Linked DNA regions of Mus musculus: region 1 is linked to region 2. A link is a contact called in public promoter capture Hi-C data. All regions are on one chromosome and are shown on one strand. The core of a region is the stretch at or near the end of the contact, and the rest is flanking DNA. Distances in the headings are between cores, read along the strand shown.

What was found. Promoter capture Hi-C pulls out the DNA fragments that hold promoters and counts their contacts.
Region 1: a promoter capture Hi-C map of hippocampal neurons shows a contact between it and region 2, with 2.4 times the contacts expected there. The contact joins the promoter of Otud7a here to the enhancer-like site in region 2. A contact is called at or near these places in 2 of 39 promoter capture datasets (embryonic stem cells and hippocampal neurons) and 3 of 484 Hi-C or Micro-C datasets (cerebellum, cerebral cortex and morula).

The regions. Positions count from the first base shown.
Region 1 is chr7:63,439,873-63,446,434 of GRCm38.p6, forward strand. It overlaps Otud7a (OTU domain containing 7A), which reads left to right and starts at 4,900. Exons shown (of 14, transcript NM_130880.1): 1 at 4,900-5,055. It overlaps 4930554H23Rik (RIKEN cDNA 4930554H23 gene), which reads right to left and starts at 4,657. Exons shown (of 10, transcript NR_131089.1): 1 at 3,691-4,657; 2 at 3,308-3,517.
Region 2 is chr7:63,320,150-63,327,535 of GRCm38.p6, forward strand. No RefSeq gene overlaps it. Among named protein-coding and RNA genes, the nearest start is that of Chrna7, 110 kb to the left of the region's middle. Within about 2 kb of position 2,027, at least 15 of the 459 cell types and tissues checked have an H3K27ac peak or open chromatin away from gene starts, as enhancers often do. A contact at or near this core is called in hippocampal neurons, where this site is marked.

The sequences.
Region 1 (6,562 bases), core at 3,650-6,149, 120 kb after region 2:
GCAGTAGATGAGAGCTGATATCCTTATCCAAAGGGAGACATTCATGGGGGTGAGGGGAAGTGAGAAACAGACTCATTCCCTGGGAATGGCATAGACTTTTGAAACCTAAAAGCTCATTCCCCAATGACACACCTCCAAAATAGCCACACACCTCCTAATCCTTTCCAAACAGTTCCACCAACTAGAGACCAAATATTTAAACATCTGAGCCTGGCGGTGGCAAAGATCTGTTACTCATTCAAACTACCACAATAAGCCGGTTAAATGTTTATGTAACACAAACTAAGAGTCAGAAGGTAGTGTCCTCAATAGCTAGACAATGTGATTCCTAAAGCACCAGATGTGAGTTATCTCCTTATGGATTGTTGGTTAAAGAAGCCCTGGAGACATCCAAAACAGTCACCATCAGATTAAGTCAGCAAGACTCTAATGGTGAAAACACCACACACCTTCCTTACCAGATTTAGGAAACTCAAATGGCAACTGAGATGAAGTTTCCTTTGTGACTGGAGCAGTGAGAGGGTGAAGAAAGGACAAGACAGTCAAGCACATATACAGAAAAGCCTGGGCCAGGTGGGCTGTTTTCATTCTGATAGAGTAGTGTTAAATACTCAACAGCTTGGTACCTTGGTGTGTTCTGTTATGTAGAGTGCAGGAGGAGGGATTAGCTAGTCTCTGTAGGAGGTCTCTGTAGTCAAGAAATCTCAGGTTGTAAACAACCCTGAGGAAGATACTGCAATTGCTAATTTTTGCACATTCCAACATTCTCATTTAGGTCAGAGGAAGGCTACCATCCCTGTGAGCTTCACTCTGGATCTGAAGGAAGGCTCTGCCAATTCCCATGGGTCTGAGACACTGGAGTTATTGACATGGCTGTGCCCATGTCAAGCAATACACATTCACTTAGAACGTAATCCATTCTGAGTTCCTTTGGTCCCCAGACATAACTAATTGAGCAATAGTTAAAGATAACTCTGTAAGATCAAGTAAAACCGATGCCTGATTCTCTGTTTATAAAAATGTTCTCTTAAATGTTGGTTTGCTTAAAAATATTTGCCAAAATCTGGCTCACAGAGTAAGGATGTTATGCTTAATCCTTCAACTGAACTGGGAAGGCCTTGGTGATTAGACCTTATACAAATGATATCTTCGTATGGTTTTCCCCTTTGGGGTAAGGCTTTTACTTTCAGATAGTCCCCATATTAATTATTAATTATCAACATTAATCCATACTAAAAGAGATTCTACAAAAAGTATTGCTTCTACTTGGGGCACTCCTAACTATAAATATTTTAACCTAGTTGGAAAATTTTTCTTATTATACCATGATTCAACTCTCCCTACAACCTTGAATTACAATAACTCTCAAAATTGACTAAATCTTTCAGTTTCTTTAGCCAAAGATACTTCTATTAGTTCCTCTAAATCAGAGATCTGTGCTTTTGTGCAACAGCCATTATTTTCTCATAAGATAATTTTTGACATCTTATACAAAATTAAACAAAAGTATGTAAGCCATTTTTACTAAAGAAAAACCTTCTATTATAAGGGACTTTTAAACATAATAGCTAACACTCAGAAATGGTCATAGTGGTTTTCTGTGTTAAAATCTCCAGGAAAGAAAAACTAAAATAATAAAATTAGGTGATTTCATCCACTGGGAAAAGCCATCACACAAAGGAGTCCCCTCAACCTGGAAGAAAATGAGTCTACCGGATACTTCTAAGCACTTCCTGTTCTATGACACTTCAGCAGATAAACTAGATTCCTGTTTCTTTTTCTATTTCAGATTTATTGCAAAATCTTCATGAACTTCAGGAAAGCAGGCGACACATGTCTTCTGCCATAGTGGTGGGTGGGTGCCCCAAGTAACTAAAATTCTAAGCCTCGAGGGCAGTGTTTCTAAGTCTCATGTTTTATACTTCTAAAATACTTTTTTAATTGATACTTAAAATTTGTTCAAGGTATTTGGAGTTCTCTTTGACATCATCTTAGTGATAAAATAATGCTAATCTTGGCTTTAGTGAAGTGCTACTAATTGGGTTCTATTGTATCTGTTTGCCCACCCAAACTTCCAATTTTACTTCTACTCTAAGACTACATGTGTAAAAATTCCTCTAGATGTGGGAGGCACATGTAATCCACATGACTAAGCAGTATTTATTTTTACAGAGGTCTTTGGACTAATTCATATGCCTTCTTTACCTGTTCCTTTCTTGATTATTTTAACTTTAGGTCTAATATTCCAGTTATGCATTATACATATAAATGATATATTAGATATAGAATACAAAATAAAGTAAAACCAGATCCTGATCAAGACACGTGATTTAATATGATCTAGGGATCTATTCCTTAATGGCTCTGTCAACTGTTTCTCTCTCCTGAAGACTTCCTTTCTGCCCATTAACTGCATCTGGGAATGAGTTTCCCTTGCTCTGCGGGCCATAAGACAACATTGGGTCTCTTCAAGAGTAAAATGTAACACTTGGTCAGTTTATTCATTACTTTTCTCTTGCTGTGGTAAGGCACCATGACCTAAAGCAACTTTAAGAAAGAGTTTTCTTTGGTACATGGCTCCAGAAGGATAGAATCCATGACTGTGTAGAAGGCATGGCAACAGGCTAGGCTGGAGATGGCAGCAGAGGCAGGAACATTTCATCTACATGCAAAAGAGAGAAAGAGAGGGAGGGAGGGAGGGAGGAGGGAGGGAGGGAGGGAGGGAGGGAGGGAGGGAGGGAGGGAATGAGAATGAGAGAGAAAACAGAAGAGCAAGTAGGTTATGGCTATAAATCCTCAAAGTGTGCTATAGGTGGTGCCACACTCCCTCAGTAAGGCACCCCTATCTCCCAAATGCTCCCTAACATCCTAAGCAGCACCACAACCTGGTAGCCAAGTGTTCAAACTCATGAACCTATACAGGGCATCTATCAGTCAAACTGCCAGAGCAGTGAAAGGACAACTTTGAAGTGAAGTTCCCAGAATTAAATAGCACATGTATGTTAAGAATTCTATAAGGCAGATGTCTGATCTGTGGTTGTGGAGAGCTAACACATTGCAGGATAGGACCTAAATTTATCTTGAACTATTAGTGCCCTAAATAACCATTTATTCTGTAAAATTGACCTAAATTTTATGTGGTCATTGAGCAGGTCCCTTTATGTTGACAAGTCTGGGGAAAAAAAAAAAAAAAAAAAAAAAAAAAAAAAAAAAAAAAAACCAAAACTATTCTCCAGAGAGAAGCCGACTTGGAACCCTGGACAATACAACTTGACAGTACAGACCTGGGCTTTCCCAGTGCCCTTACCTAGTGGATATCTATCCTCTCCCTGACTCTTCCTCTTCTCAATAAGTATGCAGTTTATGTCTTCAGAACCCAACAACTTCAATTCCAAATGGCCTTCCTCCAACAGTGCCACCAGGATTGACGGAACAGGCAAAGGGAGTGCTCAGTTTGACTTGTAGCATGAGAAATTTTCTGAGCATTCACCAATGGAGATCCAGGAGATATAACAGCCTTAGGAACAGAACAGGAAAGAGGATTTTGCCTTATTCAGCTTTAGTCCCCTTCTCAACACAAAGCAGTTCAAATACTGATCTTGATAAATTATGGAGAAAAGTGTCTCAGAGAAGTTGAGAAAGTTATGCATAAAGCACAGCTTAGCAATCTGGAACTTTAGTTATACACACCTCTCCTAACGATGCACTAGCAACCCGTTGGCAACCTTGAATATCCATTTGCACCGAATTGTATCTACACCCCACTCGAAACAGTGGAATAGGTTTTTCCTTCCTGTAAAGACTGTTAGACATCGACAGTTTCTATTCAGTTAGATTCCAGCTATATAAGAATGGAATCCTAATCCAGTTTGAACTAGTCTTGTGTGTATATGCAATAAGGAAAGATGTGCTCTGAGTGAACTTTTAGGAAGAACACACCATTTAACCATCCTATGACTATGCAAAGTTGGGTGTGCATATGATTAAAATAAAACACATTATAGGAAAGGACGTGCATAGTGACAAATGGCTTACATAATCTGCTCTGTCAATCAAAACAGAGAACCACTGACGCTACATCCTTTAGCAACTAAATGTCTCCTTTTCTGGAAGACCATAGAATGAACCCTCCAAATAATAAGGGCCTTTGAGTGTGCTCACTGATGTGGCCCGCTGTCGGCTGTGTATATCTCTTATTTGTACTATGGCCTTGTTTTGTTGTTAGCTTGCTATACCTATGCACTGTTATTTCAGTTTCTTGAACAAGAGACCAAGAATGTGGAAACGCCCAGCTCTGAACCTAACAGGCAAAAGCTACACCAAGACGGTTAAATGAGAGGGCAGAAAGCAGTGGCATCCACTTGATATCAGGCTGGAGGAAAAGTCTTAAACAGTCACCACGGAGGAAACGTCTAAAACAGTCATGTAAACATTATTAATGGGGAAAGAAATAGGGGAAGGTCAGAGGGGCGTGGAAACAGTCAAAGTTTAGGGTGTTTAGAAAAAGAGAGCCAGCCCAGAGAAAGAAACCAAAGGTGAATGCAGACCACTAGAGAAAAGATGAGCAGGGCAGAGGGGAGGGTGGGTTTCCCTAAGTCCAGGGACAACCTCAAAAGGCTACACCCTAAGGGGGCAAACATGGGAGCGCGTGCATGGGGACACAGCGGGTCCTAGCGCGTCTTCGCAGAGCTCGGCGCGACCGAGGCCAACGGTGGCCACGAGCACGCGCGCTCCCCTACCCGCACCACTTCGGCGGGGGCGGGGCACGGTGGAAGCGGTGACGTCAAGGCAGGGCGCGCGCCTCGGGGCCGCGGACGGAGCCGGGAGGCGGGCGCTGCGCGCGACCGCGGGCGGAGCGGAGGGGCGCGGGGGGCGGAGCGCGGCGCAGCCAGGAAGGCGGGGGAGGAGAGGCCCGGGCGCCGCGCGGCAGCTGGGGAGGGGGCCGCGGCTGGGCGCGAGCGGAACAGCTGATCTGGTTTTCCCGAAGCCAGGGAAGATGGAAGTCGGCTAGCGGCGACTGCGGCGCTGCGGGCGGACCGGCGGGCTGCGCGGCAGGTAAGCGGCGCTGGCCACGGTGCTGCCGGCGGGCGGCGGGCCGGGCGCAGCGGGCAGGTGCGATGGGGCGCGCGGCGCGGGGTCGCCCTGCGCTTGGCCGGGAGGCGAGTGGGCTTGGGCAGGGGCTGCAGGACGCTGGGGGCGCAGGGCTCACACTGCGCGTCTGCATTGCGGGAACAGTTCGGGATCTCGTGGGCGCCACGGGCACCGGCTCCGGCTTCAGCCGGGCGAGGGTAGGGCGCGGCGCTCCCGCTGGCTCCGGCGGCTGCCTCCTGGCCCTTTTCGCGGTTCCGCACTGGAACGTGATGGCAAGCGCGCGGGACTGGGCCCTCGGTCCGTGGGGGCGCGTTGGGGGTCCGAAGGGCAGGGTTAGCTCAGAGCGGCGCCTGAGGCGGCTTGCACAGGGGCTATGGCTACGTGGGTCACGGTGGCCCCCGCGTACTTCTCTGGGTCTGACTGGCCAGCTGCGAAGGGTTGATGCAATTTGGCTCTGAACCCAGAGGCCTTCCCTAGTATCTCCTCACTGGAGGGGGAAAATTGTATCTGCTGTGCTTTAAGTGCTCCTTTAAATTTGGGAGATGTCAGTGATGTCATCATTAACTAAAACTTTCCTTCATTGGACATAACCGCTCAAGTGTACCCTCCTCCCGACCGGTACAGCTACTGCAGCTCTTTGAGAATCTTAGCCATCGAATTTGCTTCTCTGCGCTCAAAACTCGAAAACCTCATAAAGTGCAGTTTTTATTCTGTTGGCTTGAAGATTAGTACATTTGAGAGAGTGGCTGAAAGAAAATGTGTCCCTACAGGTCTGGAAATCAGCTGATCCAGAGCACACAGATCCATCAGGTATGGCAGTACATGCTTGTACCTTGCCTTATCTCTGTTAATGAAAATGACCTGTATGGGAAACACTTCTTTTTTTTAAAAAATCTATTTAGTGTGTGTCCAGGCAAAGGCAGACAATGGGACTAGAGCAGGGTCGTTGCAGGCCTTGATTGCTTCAGGTGAATCTGAAGGGTTCCTCCATCACCAACATCCCCGTCTAGGGTGTGCCTGGGAGAGGTGCTGGTTACTCTAGGGCTCTTTTAGCACTTGTGTGTCCCACCAGACCCCAAGACCTATCCAAAGCGTTCAAGGAATATGAGAGCCTAAGATCTACACAGCACACCAAGTTCTGGAAGAAAATTCCTCAATAAATGCCAGCAGCATGCCCTCATTTGATTATATGAGTATGCCATTAGTATCTGCTCTTATGGGAACAGCCGAAAGCTAGTTCCCAAGACAGTCCGAACATCTACTTAGGCCTGTTGTATCAAAAGGAGATCTAATAAGAGACCAAAGTATTGATGTTTTTGTATTTAATAATTAATGGCACCTCCTAATTGGTTAAAATAAGGATGCCTTAAATTATTAGTGTGATCATATTGGGTTTGCAAGGAACTTAGTGCCATATGCCACAGGAAGGTTTGAATCTGGAACCCTGGAAATAGTGGTTACTGTAGACTTT
Region 2 (7,386 bases), core at 777-3,276:
GGGCACAGGACCTCATTTTTCCTTCATGATCGACCCTCCCTCTACTGCCCTTCATCACTTCTAGACATTCTACTCCCTTCTACTTTTAGGGCTTCAAACCATAAACACCAGACCACCAAGAAAAAGGTTGAGATAAACATTTTTTAAATTTTTTATAGAGAGAACATGAGGTGTGTGTGTGTGTGTGTGTGTGTGTGCAAATTTTTCACTTCACATAATGTCTTTCAGATCCATTTTATATAGATGTCAGATTTTTGCCAGAACAAATGTAAGTTGGTCTGTCTGAGCACTTGAGCAAGGGAGACCCAGTCAGAGAAGGACAGAAACCGAGGATGAGACGGGACAGGGGGTTGAGTGGAGGTGGAATTTATCCTCAAGCTGGAAGAAGGGGGATGTCATAGGGCAGTGTGAGAGCTGTGAGGAAAAACTGAGTCTCCATAGGGAAGAGCATGGCAGGACGGAGGAAAGCCTTCTCTGCCAAGGTCTGCCAGCCCCAAAGGCCCTGGAGACAAGGCCTGCGCTGGCAACATGGTCAAAGGGTGGTCCTAAGAATAGAGCCGTGAAGACAGACCTCAGTACCATCCCCGCATGCCCCAATTTCAGTTAATGGGCTGTATAAGGAGTGAAGAAGGTGCATGTTTGAAAAAGTCAAACATGAAAAACTGAGGCCAGACACATGTCCCCAGGATTCTGAGATCACTGGGGGGAAAAGGGAGGGAGAGGATTGGCCAAAGGCCAGATATGACCCTGAGTGCTTCCCAGTTAGAACTGAAGGTATTCTAGACTGGCACACAGACAGAGGCTAAACTTCTCAGAAAACAGACTGAGAATATCACAAGGTATACAGCTTAGGGCACAGGACATGCACACACACACACACACACACATGCATACACACACACACAGGTTGCACACACAGGGTGCACACATTGAGCAAGTGGGATTAGGCTCTTTAAAAAGGGTAGCTAGTCAAAATAGGGGGAGCAAGCCAGTAAGCATTTCTCCCTGGTCTCTGTTTCAGTTCCCGCATTCAGGCTTCTGTCTTGAATCCCAAACTTTGACTCCTCTTGATAATGGATCAAGGTGTAAGATGAAATAAACCCTTTCCCGTCCAAGTTGTTTTTGGCAACGATGTTTACTGTGGCAACAGAGCACAAACTATGACAGTTATCAAGCAAACAACATGTCTTATCAAGCTGAGGCAGGCACTGCCAGGCGTGCACACACCATGCACTCTGGGCATGCAACTCCAAGTAACTTACACTTGGCACCCCTTGAGGGATACCTACATTAGGCACAGGGCAACAGGGACAGTATCAGAACCAACATCTGCAGATGCGTTTGGCATATGATAAAGGAAACTGGGGTTTGGATGACAATACACACAGAGATGAGAAGCAGTTGGGAACATAATGGTAAGCCTTAAATGCAGACACAGACAGAGGCACATGCGAGGACCACCGACTGGACACAGGATACTGAACAAAATAGCAAGCACCATGACATAGGTCACAAGACAAGCACCCAAGGCCATACACAAGCATGTGGGCACACAGCAGCAAGGGACATGCTGGGTACTCCGCAGGAGTACAAACCAGACACTACAGCACACAAACTTGATGTTGGGCAGCCAAGTAAGAGTAGAAAATCCCTGACAATGCTCATGTCTCTTGTGCCCAACAGCTAGCCATGCCAATGGTCCCTCAGTCCCAGACCCCCATGAAGAGAGAACTGTTGCCTCGGAGGCTCAAGGTTATTGGTTTCTCCTGTAGGTCTAAACCACACAATCAGACCTCTCATCAGTTGAGGGGAATCTTCGAGTCATTTTTTTTTACAACAAATCATAGCACTGTTTGAGATCCTTTATGCCTTGGCTTTGCTACAGCTCCCTGAATTCCTAGGCCAAAGGGCAAAGGCCAATGAGATTTGGCTAGCGGTTTGCTGGTTATTTCTATGAGTTTGTGCCATTTTTGGATATCTGGTAGCAAAGTCTGTGAGTGCTTGGTAAAGCAGCTGCAAAGCGAGCCCAGAGAAAAATCATTAGGCTCACAACCCTCCTCTAGAAGTTCAAAACACTTTATGCTTTGGACTTGTATCTTAAGCCTTCAGCCACTAGGTGACGCCAAAGAGTAAGCTATCCAATTGATGGCACCATAGATAACATTTCTAGGATTTAGCCCAAATGAAAATCATAGCTCCAGCGTCAGACAGTGTCTTTGGCAGCTCTCAATGACTTACATACATCTCTCCCGGTAGAAAACACAACAACAAGCCAGTCCCTATGCAGGTGTGGGTGTTGAGTTTCCCCTTAGGCCCAAGCTGCCTACAAGGAAACTGTACTAGAGCTTGCTAAATGTGCCTAAGTGCAGGGAGCCATGAGCGAGGTCACCCAGCAGCCCCTGCTCTGTTGCACTAGAGGAATCCGTAGTTCTCCATTCTCAGCCTCAGCTGCGTGAGCGTTCCAGGCTTGCCAGGCCGCCCTGGGTGGCTGTCCAGGGTGGTGAGCATGGTGTGACCCAACCACAGAGGGAGTCTCAACATCAAAGTCATTTTTGTTTTGACATTGCTGTGGTCTGCTGTTTGTGTCTGTCCAAAACTCCTGCTAATTTTGTTGGCATTGCAGCAGTATTCACAAGTGGGGTCTGTGTGGGTGATTAAGGCCCCTGGGATTGGATCAGTGCCTTACAAAAGGGCTGGAGAGATCCAGAGATGTCCTGGCTTCTATGCTTTTCACCTGCACTGATACAGTGTTAGCCCCCTGTGCTGTGTGAGGATGCAGTGAGAGAGAACCAGGGGAGGGGGGGAAACTCCTCTCAGATTCTCAACTAAAGAGCCATGACCTTGAACTTCTCTGCTCCAAAACTGAGAAAATATACTCTTGCTTATAAATTAATGTTTGAGGTACTTTATTATAGCAGCACAAAGAAGACAAGTGCCTACTTGACTGTTTTTACATTCAGACTGAAGTTTTCCTCATTTTTGGTTTGATAAGTGATTTTGAATTAAAATGTAGACATTTGGGCTATTACATTTACCAAACCGAATCTTTTTCGTTTTTCCTTTTAGCCAGCCTTTTGTAGCACTGGATGGAGGGGGCTGAGCCTCAGTAGTGTTAGGTGGGAGATGAGGCTGGATTCCCACTGTTCCCTGCTGACACCCCACGAGATGGGCTAGTCTCACACGGCATCTTCTAACACCATCATGTTAGAGAGAGGGAAAAGCAAGATGCCTCATTACCGATCCTCATGAGGCCTCCACTAGCTGACAATAGATAGAGTTTAATTAGCACTGATCGTGCGTAAAGATTCCTTCCACGAGGCGAGGCGTTCTCTGCTACCCACATGTGTGAAAATCGGCTACGTTGTCATGTTACAGTTTGGCAAGGCTGGAAGCCTCCTAACTGGTTGTCTTTGGCATTCACAGGTAGAATTTGGGATGTAGGTATTTGTGCAGTGTAGGGGGTTGGTCAGGTGCTGCTTTGTATTTGAATACTAAATACTGCCCCCCCCCCCAATCTGGTTACCCCTGATGAGGAGATCCTCATATACACCAAATGGACAGAAGAGAGGAGCTTGAGCAAACATTCCCAGAACTTGAGGTCAGGCAGGGACCACAAGGAGAATGAAGGAAGAGGTCACCGTGGGGTAGCATGGATCTTAAGCACATGGCCATGAGTGCTGACCTGATGGAGCAGGAGCAACCTAAAAGGAACACGGCAAATATTATCTCAGAGATTTTGCCAGGGAAACAGAAAATAGCATAGATACCTACCCAGCTCTAATGCTCTACAGCTTATTATAAATCTAAAGATCTGTGTCTTTGATTTGGTAACTAAATTACCTGAAGTGAGGGCAAACCCCCAAAATAATAATAACCACAACAGTGCAGTTTGCCTGAAAGTATTCTCTTGCATAAACTGCTCTTCTGATTGCAGAAAACTGGCCTCCTGTGTGTGCTGTCTTGTTAATGTTTTTGGGGTGCTGGCTTCCTGGCACTCAGAGTAGGGTGCAAAGTGAAAGGAAAACCCCAGGAACTGTCACCAGCTCCTCCCTCAGGACACAAGTTCCATAGCCAGCCTGCCATCTCCCTGGCTTCCACACTTTTCATATTTTATTTCTGCAAAATGTTCAAGGTGTTTTATCTGCACCAGGTGTGGGGAACTGAGAAAAGTACCCATCACCTTTATGGAAGCAGAAATGGCCATCAAAATAACTTTTATGTGTGGTCTGTCATTCAGTTCATTGTCTATTCATAATTTTGCTGTTTTAAAGCTGTGGCTTAAGCTTTATTATTGTGCATTATGTTAGCCTATGTAGCAGAGTGTTTTGTGCTCTTTTGTAGTTTTGCTTTGGGGTTTTAAATACTTTTTAATTATACTTGCTCTTTCAGACTAGGTGTCATGGTGCATGCCCTAATCTCAGCACCCAGGAAACGGAGGCAGGTAACCTCCATGACTTCCTGGTCTGCCCAGTCTACATAACGAGTTTCAGCCCAACCAGGGCTTCACAGTGAATTTCAGGCTAGCCAATGAGGTCCAATCTTAGACAATGTATTTTTCCACTTTCATACATCCATAAAATGCACACATTTCTCACTTCTCCTGCCCCTATCATCCCTCTCTTGTCTACAAGCCCCTTTCCTTTCCATTCCTATATGCATATCATTTTGTTTTGTTCTATGACCTACTGAGTTTAGTCAAGGACTTTTGTGTGAGCATGGAACTACCCATTGCAATTTGGCGGACTCTTCAATGGCTACACAACTGACATAAATGACTTCCCAGAGTCTTTCAGTCAAATGGAGTGACAGGACCTCATAAGCCCCTCCCCTTGCATAAGAGCTTGTTGACAGTGCCAGTCTTGGGCATCTCAGCTTAAGTTCAATATTGCAATGGCTGTGTAACACCCAAAGGATGGCAGTTAGTAACCCTTCTCTGCATCTTCCAGTTCTCATCTTCTCACTACCCCCCTCTTCCTCAATGCTCCTGAACCTCAAAAGAAGTAGCATGGACATTGTGTTTAGGGCTGAGCATCTTTGTTTATTCTCAGCATCATGAGAAGCCATAAGTCTTCATTCACTGCCACTCAGGTCACAGAAAGGAGAGGTTTCTCTTCTTAAGACCAAAGGTGCCGTTTATGTAAGAGTAAGAAGGTAGATATTTGGAAGGCAGTTTGACACAGTGGCAGTTTAAATAAGCAACAGTAGTACATTCCCTATGAGACCTATAACTTCTCCAGTCATATTGCTTTGGCTTAGTTAACATCATGAACCAGTTTCTTCCTGTCAATAAAGCCTCAAATCTAATCTGAGGGCAGCTTGCTATCCCCCTAACAGTAGTGCTACTGTTACAAAAGCAAGCACACCCTGGCTGCCCAGCACATTGGTATTGACGTTCTTGGGTTCCCATTGATGCAGTCACTCTCCCAGTAGCCTACATAGCACCTTCTAGCAGGTAAAAGCTAAACAACAGGGAGGGAATTTACAGCTAAGTTTCAGCTCGTTTTCTCTAATTCTTTCAACCAGTGTGTGTGTGTGTGTGTGTGTGTGTGTGTGTGTGTGTGTGTGTGTGTGCAACTAAAAGGAATGACAAGATTTTTTTGAGGGCTTCCAAGAGTTTACTGACCAACAAACAACTCATATGGCGCTTGAATTTTTGTTTGATATATTTCTTTTTTTTAAACCTTTTTATTAGATTTTTTTCTTTATATATATTTCAAATTTCAAACGCTATCCCGAAAGTTCCCTATACCCTCCCCCCCTTGCCCCACCCTGCTCCCCTACCCACCCACTCCCGCTTCTTGGCCCTGGAATTCCCCTGTACTGAGGCATATAAAGTTTGCAATACCAAGGGGCCTCTCTTCCCAGTGATGACTGACTAGGTCATCTTCTGCTACATATGCAGCTAGAGACACGAGCTCTAGAGGAACTGGTTAGTTCATATTGTTGCTCCACCTATAGGGTTGCAGAACCCTTCAGCTCTTTGAGTACTTTCTCTAGCTTCTCCATTGGGGGCACTGTGTTCCATCTTATAGATGACTGTAAGCATCCACTTCTGTATTTGCCAGGCACTGGCATAGGCTCATATGAGACATATATACCAGGTTCCCTTCATCAAAATCTTTCAGGCATATGCAATAGTATCTGGGTTGGTCGCTGATTATGGGATGGATCCCTGGGTGGGGTAGTCTCTGGATAGTCCATCCTTTTGTCTTAGCTCCAAACTTTGTCTCTGTAATTCCTTTCATGGGTATTTTGTTCCCTATTCTAAGGAGGAACAAAGTATCCACCCATTGGTCTTCCCTCTTCTTGATTTTCTTGTGTTTTGCAAATTGTATCTTGGGTGTTTTATGTTTCTGGGCTAATATCCACTTAGTTTGATATATTTCTAATTGGTATATGTAAACAATTTTCATTCAATGAAATTGCTAATATGTGAAGGCTGAAGTCTACCTTTCTGCTTTCTACTTATTCTTTCTATTTTATCAATTAAACTTTCTTTTTCTAGCTTTCCCTTGCTTATTTTTTTCAGTCCCACCTATTAATCTATAATGCTTTGAGTATATTTTTCTATAGAGGTTCTTAGCCCTAAGTAACACATATCAGGGTATGTGTTGATGTAGTTAATGGGAAAAGTATGAGTATATTATTCTCAGACATTATTATGAATGTGTAAGTGTCCATTTGCTAGTTTGTTGAATTTTTTTATATTTGAATCTTTCCTGCTTGTTTATTTTAAACCAAGTTCTTCCTGTGTAGTCAAGGCTGGCCTCCAACCCACGATACTCCTCCTCATTCTCCTGGATGCTAATATCACACATGTGCTTCATCCTGCCTGTCATCTTAACTGGAGGAACTGTCACTGAGAGATGGCTCTTTCCCCACTTACTGATGACCATACTGCTCAAATAAGACTCTGTTATTACGGTACCCAGAATGATGTAAATACCATCCTGACAGCCTCTATCAAGCAGCTTGGTTTTCTTGCCTCACTGCAGGTTCTATTTCTTTGAAGACAGAAGCTTTCCTCCTGACATCGCTACATTAAAGTGCAACATCAGGAAAAGATTGAAGTTAGATATTGATATTTTACAAGCCAGAATAATGAGCATCGAGTAAGTGATTTTGGAGCTAATTGTCTCCAGTGGTTCAGATGGAACTGTAATGCCTCAGCAGCAACTAATAGGTTCTGTTGCACAGTAGTGGCTGGCAGGTTGTGTAGGACCTGGACTTTCTGCACAGCATCTCCAACCTGGTCTAGCAAATCATGGCCAACCTTGTGAGAAACTTGACAAAACACTGGCTTTTTCTGTGGGAAAATAAAAAAGAAACAGTGTTGCAGTTTCTTGATGCAGGTGCTCCTTGGTCAAGGAGGTCCACGTCCAGTAT